Linked DNA regions of Sus scrofa: region 2 is linked to region 1. A link is a contact called in public HiChIP or PLAC-seq data. All regions are on one chromosome and are shown on one strand. The core of a region is the stretch at or near the end of the contact, and the rest is flanking DNA. Distances in the headings are between cores, read along the strand shown.

What was found. HiChIP or PLAC-seq counts read pairs in DNA pulled down with a chosen protein or histone mark.
Region 2: an H3K27ac HiChIP or PLAC-seq map of alveolar macrophages shows a contact between it and region 1. The contact joins two enhancer-like sites. A contact is called at or near these places in 1 of 47 Hi-C or Micro-C datasets (epiblast stem cells) and 1 of 2 datasets of contacts at active chromatin or transcription factors (alveolar macrophages).

Annotation. Positions count from the first base shown.
Region 1 is chr14:6,907,699-6,915,320 of Sscrofa11.1, forward strand. All of the region lies in intron 1 of BIN3 (bridging integrator 3), which reads right to left. Among named protein-coding and RNA genes, the nearest start is that of BIN3, 15 kb to the right of the region's middle. Within about 2 kb of position 4,068, at least 25 of the 83 cell types and tissues checked have an H3K27ac peak or open chromatin away from gene starts, as enhancers often do. A contact at or near this core is called in alveolar macrophages, where this site is marked.
Region 2 is chr14:7,318,266-7,325,887 of Sscrofa11.1, forward strand. It overlaps LOC106505885 (a long non-coding RNA gene), which reads left to right. Exons shown (of 2, transcript XR_001300721.2): 2 at 1-1,772. Among named protein-coding and RNA genes, the nearest start is that of CHMP7, 68 kb to the right of the region's middle. Within about 2 kb of position 4,431, at least 17 of the 83 cell types and tissues checked have an H3K27ac peak or open chromatin away from gene starts, as enhancers often do. A contact at or near this core is called in alveolar macrophages, where this site is marked.

The sequences.
Region 1 (7,622 bases), core at 2,818-5,317:
ATTAATTTATATATATATAATTTATATATATTTATATATATATAATTTATATATATATATAATTTATATATATATATAAATTACATATATATATATAATTGATTCACTCTGTTGTACACCTGAAACTAATGCATTATAAGTCAACTATACTCCAATAAAATTTTTTAAAAAAGGAAGGAGGACAGGAAGGTAGGGGTTTTCTTAAGTGAGTGTAGTATAAATACATTTATGAAGTTTACAGAAACACAGGATCATGTGGACACATGGTTAGGGTTCCTTCCAGGGCCTTGGATGAGGTCCATGCAAGCAAGGGGTCCTGAAGCTTAAGCTTTACTAGTTTCACACAGTAAATCCACCTCTGTGTGCCCAGCAGAGAATCTCCCTGCTCCCCTCTCCGGGGGGTGGGGGCCCTTGGTCCTTCCACAAGGGCGAGACGGGACAGTCGCTGGTGAAGTGGGGCTGGGGAAGAGATGGCATGGCTCGCGACTAATTTATAAACAGCTTTCAAACAGTCCTCCTGATCCCAGTGTTTGCTTCACCCCCACTGACGGGGGTACCTAGGGCCAGTGGTTCCTGAAACTCTGAGGATTCTGTGATGAAAGCTCTTGGTTTTCCTAAAGGCCAGTTTACAATCTGGCTTTCTGGGAACTGCTAACTCAGTTACCCCAAGTAACTACAATCCAGGCCCCAAATGCTGTCACTGCCTCTTCTACTCTCCCTGAATTTATAGATTTTATGTTCAAAAAAAAAAAAAAAAAATCACGGAGTTCCTGTCGTGGCGCAATGGTTAACAAATCCAATTAGGAACCCTGATCCCTGGCCTTGCTTAGTGGGTTGGGGATCTGGCATTGCCGTGGGCTGTGGTGTAGGTCAGACGCGGCTCGGATACCGTGTTGCTGTGGCTCTGGCGTAGGCTGGCGGCTGCAGCTCTGATTAGACCCCTAGCCTGGGAACCTCCACATGCTGCGGGAGCGGCCCAAGAAATGGCAAAAAGACCAAAAAAAAAAAAAAAAAAAAAAAATCAAATCACTTTACTGTGCTTATTGCAGGATTTATGAGGGAGAAACATTTATTCGAATTCTTAGTCTATTTTAAAAATGGGTTATCTTTTTTCTTTAAACTGCTGAATTGGAAGAGTTATTATTTTTTTAAATAGAAGTATAGTTGACTTACACTGTTGTGTTAGTTTCTGGTGTACATCAAAGTGATTCAGTTATACATGTATGTACATTCTTGTTCATATTCTTTTCCACTACGGTTTATTTCAGGATACTGAATATACTTCTCTGTGCTATACAGTAGGACTTAGAGTTCTTTGTATATGCTGGGTGCAAGTCCCTAAGTCTAATAAGATAGATGATTTGCAAGTATTTTCTTCATTTGTGAGTTTTTTCACTCCCCCCACCCCACTTTTTTTGCTTTTAGAGCCATACCCGCGGCATATGGAAGTTCCCAGGCTAGGGGTCAAATGGGAGCTACAGCTGCCAGCCTACGCCACAGCTCACGGCAATGCCGGATCCTTAACCCACTGAATGAGGCCAGGGATTGAACCCGAGTCCTCATGGATCTTAGATTCGTTAACCACTGAGCCATGACCAGAACTCCAAGGGTTATTTTCATATAGTCTTTCACATTTATTTTGTTAGATATTAACATCCCAATGTAACACTTATATGTGAAATTTTTGGCATTACACATCTTAGGTGCATTCCATGGAATTTCATATTTTTGGCTATAGTACAAATGGATTCTCTTTTTCATTTTATCCTCCTGATACCCAGGAAAGCTACTGGATGTTAAATATTTACCCCACAATCAGTCACCATATCTACATACTTAACCTATACAGCCCAAGAAATTTGGTGGGGGGTAAAAAGAAACACAAAAAACAAAAAATTGGGTTCCAAATAGACAGTCATATCATTTGAAAATAACTGCAAAATACCCTCTTCTTCCCCCATATTTGATACAAATTTCTTGTTCCTTGTTACATTAGCTAGAAATTGTAGAAAAATGTCTCTGACTTTAGTAAGAATGCTTTGAGTCTGATCTTCCACTGTTAAAAATAAGGAGGGCTCCCGGTTTCAGCCAGGAAGCCTCCCAAGAGTAAAGAAATATTTTTCTGTTCCTAGTTTACTGAGAGACACAAAGACTGAATTTCTGAATTACATCGATGCCTTTTCAACACGCGTTTAGTTGACCAGTTGGTTCTCCTACAACCTAGTGCTGTGACCAACTGTGCAAATGCTTGTCCTAAGACTGAGCCATCTGTTCATTACTGAAGTCAACTCCGCTTGGTAAAAGGTACATGCTAATTAACTCTGGTGTGCATACATTTTGCTTTCTGATCGTGACATATCAGCACCTCAAGCGCAGAGACTGAATCTTGCGCTTCTTTCCAACTCCTGCAAGTGCTGTACTAGGCACAGTGCTATTTTCAACCTTTTACTGAATGAACAGTCAGTAACTAGGTATTAAGGGCCTCCTCCACGCCTAGCACTATGTGAGGTTCTAGGGACATCAGGATGAATAAGGCAGATTCATTCTATGATCTCATGGAGCTTGGAGTCTGGTTTTCTGCACCAGTAAGCAGGGAATGAATGATTAAATGGATGAGTAAAATGAGTCCACTGCCCCAAGGGCCCTATAAAATGCCATAATTTAGGGTTCCTGAAAAACCTACTCTTAGATGAGGCTATATAAAAGACAAAGGAAGGTAATGCCATTGTCCCTGGTCTCTCGATCCTTGCCTGGCCAAAATACCACCGAAAGAGGAATCACCAGCCACAAGTACCAGCTGGAGTCAAGGGAAAGTGCATTCAGTGGAAACTGAGACAAACGGAGCTGGCCTTTGGCAGTGGCAGTAAAGCCTGGTGACGTTATCAGAGCAGGGGTCAAGGGAAGACATTTTCAAGGGCTTGAGTGGAAAGACGGGTGGAGGAGAGCCTGCTGGGTTTATTCTCAGGCTGCCAAATAGCAAAGGTGCTCCACTCTGCCACAGAAATATCCAGAAAACTGGGGCGGGTGCCCTGATGGAGGGATCAGATTCTCTGCCACTGAGGGGGTGAAAGATGGCGAGAGGAAAGAGCACAGCAACTGCACACCAACCGGCTCCTCTGCCTCTTCTCGGTGACCATCCCCCACCCCCAACTTCATCCTGTGAACAGGAACGCGGGGACACCCTCAGAAGCAGCTGCTTTGGAAAGTGTGTGGCAAGAGTGACAGCATCACAGCAGCTCCGAGGATGGAGCTGCCCTGGCATAGCCGGGCTGATGGGGCATGGGGGTTCACTGGGCTCCGGACTTCAGTTCCTCCTCCTCCCGAGAGCTTTCCTCGGGGTCTCCCCTTGGAATCGGGTACATAGGCAGAGTCTCTTGCTCCCCAGAGAATCCTGATGTTCTGGAAGCCATCAGGCAGGCTGTGAGCTCCCGGCCCCGGACCAGAGTTCCCGACTTGGTTCCACTTGCCATGCCATAAATGTGAGCACCAGAGGGCAGGAGCAAGGGTATTTTGGTCTCAGCAACAAAATGGAGAAAACATGACTCTCAGCCCTACCCTTCCCCAACCCTCAACAGGCCCCACCTCAAAAAGAAAAAAAAGTTCTATGTGTACAGAGGGGAAGGGGGGGAAAAAAGGTTCTATTTTCTTTCACAATAAAGAAAAGTCAACAGGATGTTCTCCAAAGCTACAAATATACTTTTTCAAACAGTAAATATCTCCATTAGCAGCATGATGCCAGCTGGCTAATTCTGTCTGCCTCAGTAAAACCTTTCCCAAAAAACTCCTGCTCTTGTGTAACGTCTATTTACAAAACCAGCTCTTGTGCATTTTCAATTTGCTAGGTTTCTCAATCTTTTGTTTCCCCACCCCCTCCACTGCAGAGGCAGAGATGAGAGGCAGGCCCAGATGGCAGCTGGGTGGGGATCCCCTGGTCACCCCAGCAGATCCCTCGGGCCCCGCCTTCTTCAGAGAGTCTTCCACTTCCATGACCGAGAAGAGCTTAAAAACCTACACCCTCTTCCCTGGCCTTTGCTTGGCCTCCAGAATTTGTTTCCACCGAGACTGAACGGGCCTGGGCCTAGGCCTGGCTGGGGGTGGAGAGAACCAGGCAATGATTCAGTCTACCCCACCCTGTATCTTTCTGATATCTCCAGTTGGGCAAAGATGACAGGGTTTTTTTTTTTTTTTGGTGGGGGGGGGCAGGGGAGAGAGGTGAGAATGAAGGGAGAGCAGAGCAAAGAGTAGGCGGCAGTTGATAGTGGCTGAAATCCTGGCTCCCCGGGGAGTGGTCTGGGCCTGAGTCACTGTCTCGGCAAGAGCAGGAAGGTGGGCGAAAGGCAGCAGCTTCTGCAGGCTGGAAGGATGAGCCCCCCTCCTCCCAGCCTTCTGTCACCCTAGCCTTCTCTGGTCTGAGGCCCCCCAAGGCTACCAGCACCTTGACAATGGGAGAGAGCGTGCGGCGGGCCAGGCCAGGGCTTAGGGGGAGTCAGCTGGCTCCGGTGCGGCAGCTGCTTGTTGGATGCCATCCTCTCTGAAGGGCCAGTTGGCTGCGGTGCCAAGGGCCGAGGCAAGTTCAGTCCCGGCAAGGACGTGAGAGACCGTGTCAGGAGGGGAAATGGGCAGAGCTGTGACTGACCCATTTCCAGCGCCTACGGTCGGCCACAGCCTCTCCGGCCCCACCTTAGTCCTTCCCCTAAATTAGCCGGATCCCAAACCAGAGCACGGAGAACACGAGCCTCGCTGGCCGCCAGTCCGAGGAGGTATGTGTGTGTTTAAAAATAAAAGGCATGACTCTGTGACTTGGCTGATCTGTCACTTGGACCAGAACACTCACCCAGCTCAGCTGTGATCCCTCCTTCCCCATGCTCCCTGGGCTGACCTCTGAGAAGGAAAGACAGACCGAATCCCAGAAATGTCGGGGGAGACAGCCCATTAAAGCAGCCATTTATTGAGCAGCTACTATTGCCGGTTTCCGTGCTAGGTGCTTCCTAGCTTGTCAGCTCATTCAAAGCGGTGCCCTCCCACAGTTCACTCAAGAGACAGTGCCCTGGGTAAGGGGATGTGCCCCGGAGTCAGACTGCCTGGGCTCAAGATCTGCCAGCTGTGAGATGTGCACAAGCTACCTCATCTTCCTGTGTCTCAGTTTCCTTGTCTATAAAATAGGGTCAGAGTGTACCTATCTTAGAGAGTCACCTTAAAAGCTAGATGACTTTAATGGTTCCTGGCCTAGTGTAAGCAGCCTGTAAGTATCTGTCGTAAAGGTCGTAGCGGTGGTATTTTGATGATGATGATCAAACGGAGGCCCAGAGGGGAACCTGAACAAGGTTACACAGAGAAAAGTATGGCCCGGAAACCTGACATGTTCCGGGAGCAGGCGGCAGTTCCACGTCACAAGGCACCACTACCAGGCCCAAGTTAACATATTTGCTTGAAACTGAGTGGTAACTTCCTCCTGAGTAGTGAAAGAATTTGTGGCAGACGTTTGGAGGCTGATGGAGCATCAAAAGGTCAAGAAGAGAGAGGAAGGAAGGCAATTCGGGGAAGAAGTTTGGATTGGTGGGGGCAGCTCTTTAAAAACTTCTCATATTTGATGGACAAATAACTACCTATTCTCATTCTAATTTAAGACAGGAAGAGGTAGAAAGTGGGATTTCCCAGTTCATAAAAGGGAATCATAAGGCATTTGGAGGTGAAAGGTTTGTCCCGCTTATGGAACAAGCCAGAGAGAAGCCTTCGATGGGTTCACAGTGGCTGAGACGCAGACTCTGAGAGACACCAGACCAGCTGGTTAGCTTCTGAGGCACTAGCTTTAATTTCATTCTTACTTCCGTCCCTTACCAACCAGGATTTTTTTTTTTTTCTTTTTAGGGCCACACCCGCAGCATATGGAGGTTCCCAGACTAGGAGTCAAATTAGAGCTGTAGCTGCCGGCCTATGCCACAGCCACAGGAACGCCAGATCTGAGCCCCGTCTGCAACCTACACTACAGCTCATGGCACTTCTGGACCCTTAACTCACTGAGGGGGCCAGGGATCGAACCCGCAACCTCATGGATACTAGTTGGGTTCATTTCTGAGCCACAACGGGAACTCCCCAAACCAGGAATCTTAAAAAGAGCTTTCATGCTACCTTTTCCCCTTATCTGTTAAGGGGCTGGCCCCTAGAAAGCAGGAGGAGGAGGGCTGGATGCAAACTCACCTAGAGACCCACCTCCCTAGGTCATCTCCAGCTTTGTGGCCACAGGAGGCAGTAATTCTCTATGAGGTCAGCCTTGGCCCTGATGCTGGTCAAGAATTACAGAAATACTGTAACCACGCAGAAAAGTATCAAGCATACACAGTAAGTACTCATGTATCTACCACCTAGCGTTGCCAACTTCCTACACTGAGCCATACTTGCTTCAGATCGTATTCTTCAAGCAGTACAACAGCAACGATCCTGCTAAAGCTCCGAGTGTTCCAGCCTGATTCCATTTCCTCCCCTCCTTCCCTGTTATCCTCCAGGTAACCACTACCCCGGACTTAGGGTTTATTCTCATACTTTTACTACATTAGTTTGAATCCATAAGCACAATATATTGTCTTACAAGTCTAGATGATACAAATAGCACAATACTGAATGTATCATTTTGAAACCAGCTTTTAGATTCAGCTTTATGTTTCTGAGATCTGCCCCTGTAGATACACACACAGCTCTCCTTCACTCATTTTCATCACTACATATTTCACTGTGTCATGATACCATGTTTTATTTTCCCATTCTTCAGAGGCTGGACCTCTGCAAACAAAGAAGCCGTGACCACTCCTGTGCAGGTCTGCTGCTGTGCAGGTGGAGAAGTTTCTCTGTGTGAGGGCTAGGCCTGTCTCCTACTGTGTGAGGTGTTGCAAACTCTCAGAGCCATTTTTGTGTCGCTCCTCTGCCCACCTCCACCCCATGCAGTGGCTGCCGGTTCCCACCGCTCCTCATCCTCCAATACTTGGCATTGCCAGACGCAATTTACCATTCTTGCCAGTCCAATGGCGGTGAAATGGCATCTCATTTCTCATTGTTGGTTTAATCTGCTCCTCCCTGACTACAAATAAATGGAACATCTTGGTTTAGGCTTTTGTCCACTTGGGTTTTCTTTTCTATAAGGTGACTCGTGGTTTTCAAATCTATGGAATAAGTTCTTATAAAGGACCAGCCTGGGTTCTTCTGTATTTATTATAACCCCTGACAAACAACCAAATTAACAAACAACACTCTCTCTACCTGGCTGGATTCGCAGAGGTAAATTTCTACTCTAAATATTTTTAACGAACTCCCGGATAAGTGTTTTTCAAAATAGGTTGTATGTAGAATACTCATCACTCACCATTTACACTGCTATGCATTATTCCATCATAAACATATCTCAAAATCCATCATGAAATCAACTAAAGTGGGTCATTCTTTAAAAAACAAAATGGAAGGCGCTCCCATCGTGGCTCAGCAGTTAACGAACCCGACCAGCACCCATGAGGTACGGGCTCAGTCCCCGGCCTGGCTCAGTGGGTTAAGCATGTGGCATTGTGTGAGCTGTGGTGTAGGTTGCAAACAAAGCCTGGATCCCATGTTACTCTGGCTGTGGCGTAGGCCGGAGA
Region 2 (7,622 bases), core at 3,181-5,680, 410 kb after region 1:
CCTAGCAGACCAGGTGGGGCACAGCACTGTGGACTGCCCCCATTTGAGGATATGGAATTGGACTTTACCGAAGTCACCCCAAGCAAGGGCTACAAATACCTACTAGTTTTTACCTGCACCTTTTCAGGATGGATAGAAGCCTTCCCTGCCTGAACTGAAAAGGCAAGGGAAATAACCAAGGCACTCCTGAGAGACATCATTCCAAGGTACTGAATGCCTCTGACCATCGGGTCAGACAACGGACCGGCATTTGTGGCCGAGACAGTGCAACAGGTGGCAAAAGCCTTACAGATCTGGTGGAAATTACATTCTGCTTATCCCCCTCAGAGTTCAGGGAAAGTAGAACACATGAATCAGACCCATAAACAGACACTGGCAAAGTTATGTTAGGAAACTGGCTTGCCCTGGGTAGGCCCTCCTAAAAGTGAGATGCTCACCCCGAGTGGGAATAGGATTCTCACCATTTGAAATCTTATATGGGAAGCCACCTCCACTGATCAATTTGAGAGGAAACACCAGGGAGTTGGGAGACTTGGAGTTACATAAGCAATTGCAGGGACTGGGGCTCACCATCTCGCAAATACATAGATGGGTCACAGATAGAATACCTGTGTCTTTAGCATAACAGTACACCCCCACAAGCCGGGGGGACCAAGTGTCGATAAAGGACTGGAAAAAAAAAGCCTTGAAGGACGGTATGGAAGGGCCCCTATACTGTAATTCTAACCACCGCCACTGCTCTCAAAGTAACAGGAATAGATGCTTGGATCCATCATTCCAGGGTTAAACCGGCTGGCCCAGCTGATGACTGAGAGGAATGGGAAACTGCCCTGGATCCGGAGAGACCTCTGTGCCTGACAATACAGAGGAAGAGACAACGATCTCAAAGCCCAGCTCTGACCACATCAGAAGCTAGTCAGTCAACGCATGGCTGAAGCTTGAGCAATTGGCTGCCCAGTAAATAAACTGCCTTATCTTCCACAAGAGATATACCTGCTTCTGAAAGAGGGGTTTGTGGAAAGTTTAACTTGAATAATTGTTGTCCACAAATAGATGACACCGGAAAGATGATAGAAGAAATTGCTGACCGCATGACTAAAATTGTCTACGTGCCTGTACAGACTTGGAAGGGATGGGACACGGACAGTCTCTTTGGTGGATGTTTCTCCTGGCTGGAGGAATTAAGCCAATAGTCGGAATAATCATGGTCATACTCTCGGCGTGCCTACCTCTTCCCTGCTTTATACCTCTTCTGAGAAACATTATAAAAGGTTTTATAGAAACCATGGTTGAAAGAAAAACAGCCTCCGACCTGCTACTTATAAAAGGTTACCAACAGGTAATGACCCATGACGATCTCTGACGGGCACAGACGCATCCTGAACATCAAGAGGGGGGAATGAAGTAAGAGACAACCCCCCCCCCCCCCCCCCGCCGCCTTGGCTGAAAAGGCAGTTGCAAGCCTTTCAACTCTGCTCCCCTCATACCATCCTTCTTATAATTATATAGCAACTATGTACCCTATACCTAAACCAGCAGCCCTGCTAAACTTGTTCCAAGCAGTGCTTATCAGTTTCACTTTGGTAGGTTTCACTTGCTCAGTTTCGTAGGGAAAACACTGTCTCCTAGGGGAGGGGGGAAGTCCCAGGCTGCTTACATGGGAAAAACAAGGTCTTGTGTAAAAGTTGCTGAGAACAAAGACCTGGTGCTCAAGCTCTGGAGGTGACTCCTTTGAACCGGCACCGGTACTGAATAAAGCTTGTTTTTGCGCATCTCTGAGTGCCCTTTGTCTCCTTCCGCTGCCACGGTTTTTGCAGTTTATGCAACAGGGTAAGTAGGAATTATGACTTTTTCTTTCTTAGTTATAGTTGATTTACAGTGTTATGTTAATTTCAGGGGTACAGCAGAGTGATTCAGTTTTACACACACATTATACTCTTTTTCAGACTCTTTTCCATTATAGGCTATTACAAAATATTGAACATAGTTCCCTGTATTACACAGTAGGTCCTTGTTGCTTATCTATTTTATATATAGTAGTATGTATCTGTTAATCCCAAATTCCTAGTTTATCTCTCCCTCCCTTTCCCCTTTGGCTAAGCATTTGTTTTTCAGTCTGTGAGTCTGTTTTTGTTTTGTAAATAAGTTCATTTATATCATTTCGTTAGATTCCACATATAAGTGATATCATATGATATTTGTCTTTCTCTCTCTGATTTACTTCACTTGATATGATAATCTCTAGATCCATCCATGTTGCTGCAAATGGCATTATTTCATTCTTTCTTCTGGCCAAAGGAATGGCAACTTTCAAAAGTATAGTATAAAGACAATTTCAGTGTTCAGCTGTAAGCACTTCATTATTAAGTAATTGGGGGTTTAGTTAAGTATTCAGAGTTAGTTAATGGTTAACCTCTGAAAACTACTTGGCACTGGGATTATGCAATGTGTCCATTTTGGTTAATGGGCTCATGAACAGTTCCCAGCCCTTGGGCGAGCCTTGAGCTTTTGTCAGCTAATTCACCATAACCTCTTTGCAGCCTGGGGTGGGTGCCTCCCATGGGTGCACAGAACACCAGTCACCCAGACACTGAATGGGCCCTTCTATACATTTCCAGAGCTCTCCCAGTGCATCTTCTCCAGTTCTCTGCCCTGCATTCAGCCTCCTGGAACTCTTCTCTGTCCCCTCAACAGAGGCCACAGTGCTCCTGTTGGGTCCCTTCCTGAGCTGCAGCCTGGAGACTGTCCTAAGGCGGGACACTGAAGCCAACCCTAGGCTCACCTCCTTTGTGTCCTGGGGAGGGTGCTCTTATTCACCCACCAGACAGCTGATGAGCCCTTCCCTATGGGAAGGTCTGGGTCTTGGGGAAGAGGAACAAAGGACTCCATGTTTCTCCTGTTCCTGGGAACTCACAGTCTGGTGGAGGAAATGAGACCAGGAACCTAAATAACTGGAAGAAAATGGCCTGAGCTCTCATCACCCTCACCTCATGCCATCTCCAGCGAGGCTGTGATGTGATGCCTTGGTAGATTTACTCTGACAGAGGTGAGGCTCCAGATTATGGTATTGCTGGTTGGAAAATGCTGTTTCTTTGGTTGGTTTTTTTTTTAATTAAAATCAGCTTTGTGAGTCATAACTACACTAAAGAGAGATTGTGCTGAAATACAGCTCTTCCAAGGGCCAAGCTCTTTCTACACCTCTGCATTCGCTGAATTCTCACACACCCCTGTGAGGAGGAACTCTGATCACCCTTGTCTGATGAGCAAGGAGAGATGCAGATAGGTAGATGGGGCTTGCTGGAGGTCACCCACTCTTTGGTGGAGAGGTGGGCAGGCAGGTGAGCAGCCCCAAGGTTGAAACGCTGGGTCCCCTGCTGACCACTGCCCAGGTGAGCATTTGGTCTCTGAGGCCTGCGCTCAGGCAGCACAGGGTCACGGCTGGAGGGTCCCTGCAGTGGGACCCCTCATTTCAGGAATGATAAATGTGAGGTTTGAGAGGAAGGGAAGTGACTTCCCGGGGTCATGCAGCTGTTCAATGTCTGGTCCTAGATGAGAAGGCTGATGGCTGGTCATTTACCCTGTGGGTTTTTTTACAGAGTTAAAAAGAAACCTTAAATCATAGAATCAGATCTCCGGCCACAGGAAGATGTGGAGGACAGATCTGAAGCTGATGTCAGAGTTTACCAAATTTCATTTTAATGTCAGAGAAGCAAGGCAGATGTAAGGGTTTGTATGCTCCAGAGGGGACAAAGGAGATCGCTTGAGTTGATTCTTGATCCAGGAAAACTAGCTGGAGCGAGGATCAAACTTGCTTCTAGGAGAGTCCAAAGCTCGCACTCCTGCTGAAGGGGGCCAGAAAAAGGAAATTCTCAGCTGATGACTCACCTCTGGGAAGGGGCGAGGTCCTTAGGTCTGATGTGGGACAAGAACTGGAACACAGCGCCTCCTCCCTTCTCATCCTCCTTTACCCTGCCTCTGGCGTTTGGTTTCTCGCTCTCTCTCTCTCTCTCTCTCTCTCTCTCTCACACACACACACACACACACACACACACACAAACGTGTGTTGTGTGTACGTGCGTGCGTGCATGTGTGCGTCTGAAAATGGACACACCTTCTGGGTCTCTCAACCAGAATATGACTAACTAGGAACACATAGGAAGCCTATCCCCAGGATCATGCAGGTACTCGATGTCTGGTCCTACTTGAAAAAGCTGTGGCTGGTCATTTACCCTGTTGTTTCCCCTCTCCCACCTGGTCCCCTCCCCCTGTCACTTTGACTGCATTTGTGTCTGTGGTCCTGTCCCTGCTGTGTCCTTTCCCCTCTGGTCCTTTCCCCTTCGTGTCCACCAGTGTCCTTGCCACCCCTGGCACTGTCAGCTCTGCCTCACAGTCTAGGTTCTTTTCAAGCAGTATTTGGCCTTTGTCCTCATAGTTAGATTGCATCAGCGTGAAAGAGGAAAGTGGAGGCGGGCAAGGATCTGAGGGAGGTGATGATAACACTGGCAAGTCATGAGTTGGGTTTTGTAAGAGGAGAAAAGGGGATGCTAGGTTTCCTAACCTGGGAGCTGGCAGAGGGTCATTAACAAATCAGAGAGTAGAGGGGAAAGGACTTAAGATTTATGTCTGGAATCAGTATTTTCCTTGTCTCTGAAGATCTTAGTATTTCTTGCAATGCAAGCCTACTGGCAAAAAATACCCTCAATTTTTGTTTTTCTGGGAACGAATCTAGTTCTCCTTCAGTTTTGAAGGATAATTTTATAGGAAACCGAATTCTAGTTCAGTGGGTTTTTTTAATCAACCCAACTGAACGTTCCACTCTGCTCTCTTCTTGCCCACATGAGTTCTTAGAAGTTGGATGTAATTCTTCTCTTTGCTCGCCTATGGGTAAACCTTTTTTTTTCCCCCTTTGGCTTTTTCCAGGATTTTCTCTTTATCTTTGATTTTCTGTGGTTTAAATATGATATCCCTAAGTATAGTTTTTTGTCATTAATCCTGCTTGGTATCCTCTGAGCTTCTGCATCTATGGTTTGGTGTCTGACAGTAATTTGGGGGAAATTGTCATTCACTGTGGTTTCAAATATTTCTTCTAGCTTTTGCTCTCTTTCTTCTCTTCCTGATATTTTTATAATGCTTGTGTTACATCTTTTGTAGTTATTCTACTATTCTTGGATATTTTCTCTTTTTTTGTCTTTTTCTCATTGCTTTTTAGTTTGAAGGTTTCTACTGAGACAGACATTAAAGCTCAGACATTATTTCCTCAGCCATGTTCAGCCAACTGATGAATCCATTTAAAGGCATTCTTCATTTGTTATAATGTTTTTTATCTCTGGCATTTCTTTTGGGATCGTTCTTAGAATTTCGTATGTCTTGGCTTACATTGCCCATCTATTCTTTCATGATGTCTACCTTTCCCATTAGATCCCTTAGCATTTTTTTTTTGTCTTTTTTTTAGGGCTGCACCTGCAGCATATGGAGGTTCCCATGTCACAGAAATTGCAGAAACCATGGCAGCGGAAGGAGACAAACGGCGCTCAGATGCGGCAAAGCAAGATTTATTCAGCACCTGGGCAGGCTCAGGGGAGTCACTTTCAGAGTCTGAGCACCAGGTCTTTGTTCTCAGCAACTTTTATACAATACAGGATCTTATTTTTCCCATGTAAGCAGCCCGGGACCTCCCACCTTTCCTGGAGCAGTGTTCCTCTCTAAGGACCTGAGCAAGCAAGGTTAGGGAAGCAGAACCCATAAGCAATGCTTGGAACACAATTAGCAGGGCTGCTGGCTTGGAGGTAGGGTACATAGTTGCTACATAATTACAAGAAGGATGGTATGAGGCAGCATAGCTGAAAAGGCTTGCAGCTGCCTTTTCAGCCAAGAGGATGGTTGTGCCTTAGTTCAAATGCTTATTTCACCCAGCTAGAGATTGAATCAGAACTGTAGCCACTGGCCTATACCACAGCCACAGCAATGCCTGATCTGAGCCGTATCTGCAGCCTACACCACAGCTCACGGCAATGCTGGATCTTTAACCCACTGAGTGAGGCCAGGGATCAAACCTGCATCCTTATGGATGCTGTTCAGATTTGTTTCTGCTGAGCCACGGCAAGCACTCCCTCCCTTAGCATATTAATCATTATGCTATTAAATGATTATCTACTCTGATAATTTTAGTATCCTTACTATACCTAAGTCTGGTTTTGATGTTTTCTTTATGTCTTAAAATTTTTTTTCTCACTTTTATGTCTCTTGTTTTTTTGGCAGCCACACGTAATATCCTGAGTAAAATGAATAGACCTGAAGTAAGGCAGTTGTAAAGTGTCAGCGGAGGGGTGGTGAACTATCGTTTATGTCTAGGTCTTGGTCTTTTAGTGAGCCTGGACATCTGGATTATGCACTTCACACCTACTTCTCTGTTCCTTCTTCCCTCCACTAAGGTGGAAGAGGATGATGAACAGGATGGAGGTTCATATTTCTATTCCCCAAGGTCAGTTAGGCTCTCATAAAACCCCAGCTGGGTTAAATATTTTCTCCTGGTGGCAGAAGTTTTGTTAACTTGTTAACAAAAAGAGGCCTAATATTGAAGGACATTATGAACCCAGGGCATCCCCAGGCAGCAACCACCCGATCATTGTTTTAATCATTCATGTTTTCTCTTGAAAGAGTTGCAATTGAAAGGGGGAAAGAGGAAATCCCACTGTGGCTCAGCAGCTAATGAACCCTACTAGTATCCATGAGGATGTGGGTTCAATCCCTGGCCTCACTCAATGGGTTAAGAATCCAGCGTTGCCATGAGCTGTAGAGTAGGTCCCAGACATGGCTCAGATCCTGCATTGCTGTAGCTGTGGTGTAGGCCGGTGGCTATAGCTCCAGTTAGACCCCTAGCCTGGGAACTTCCATATGCTGCAGGTGCAGCCCTAAAAACAAAACAAACACAAAAGGTGGGGGAATAGTAGAAGAAATTCTCACATATTGTGGTATGGGGGAGTCATTCTGGCTTAAATATAATTTAACTTGACTTTTATGCTAACCAGAACAGCCTGTTTTGTGGCCTATCAGATTAACATTGTACATCAACTTTTATCTATTAAATGAGAAAATGCATTTAAAAATCAGAATGGAGTAAATATGTTTTAGACATCCAAAAGGGAACTAGGTGGCCCTTGTGGACATGGTTTTAGAAATGTTCCTATATTACTGAGAACCTGAGTTTTCTAAATTGTGTTGGACTTAAGGACACCACCAGCCATTCTTAAAACAACACCTCCTAGCAGCTGCCAACTGCAATGTTATGGTCTCAAGGTCTCCTCATAACTATGAAACCTTTCTCTTACTTTAGTAATGGCAAGCAAGACAATTTAAGCTACAGCCTCTCAGTGGAAGGTTCGAGATTCTTTGGCCAGAATAGTATTATATAATAAAATTACTTTATATTTCAGCAAAAAAGGATACATATATGTAGTTGCCAGTAGCTCCTGTTACATATAATTAATACCCCTGAAGAAGTTGAAACCCAAATACAGAATAATTCAAAAGGCTGCTTGGTTACTACCTGCATGTCAAGAAGACCTACTCCAAAACTTATTTTCCTAGTTGCCATCTAAAATAAGAGGACTCAGGAGTTCCCA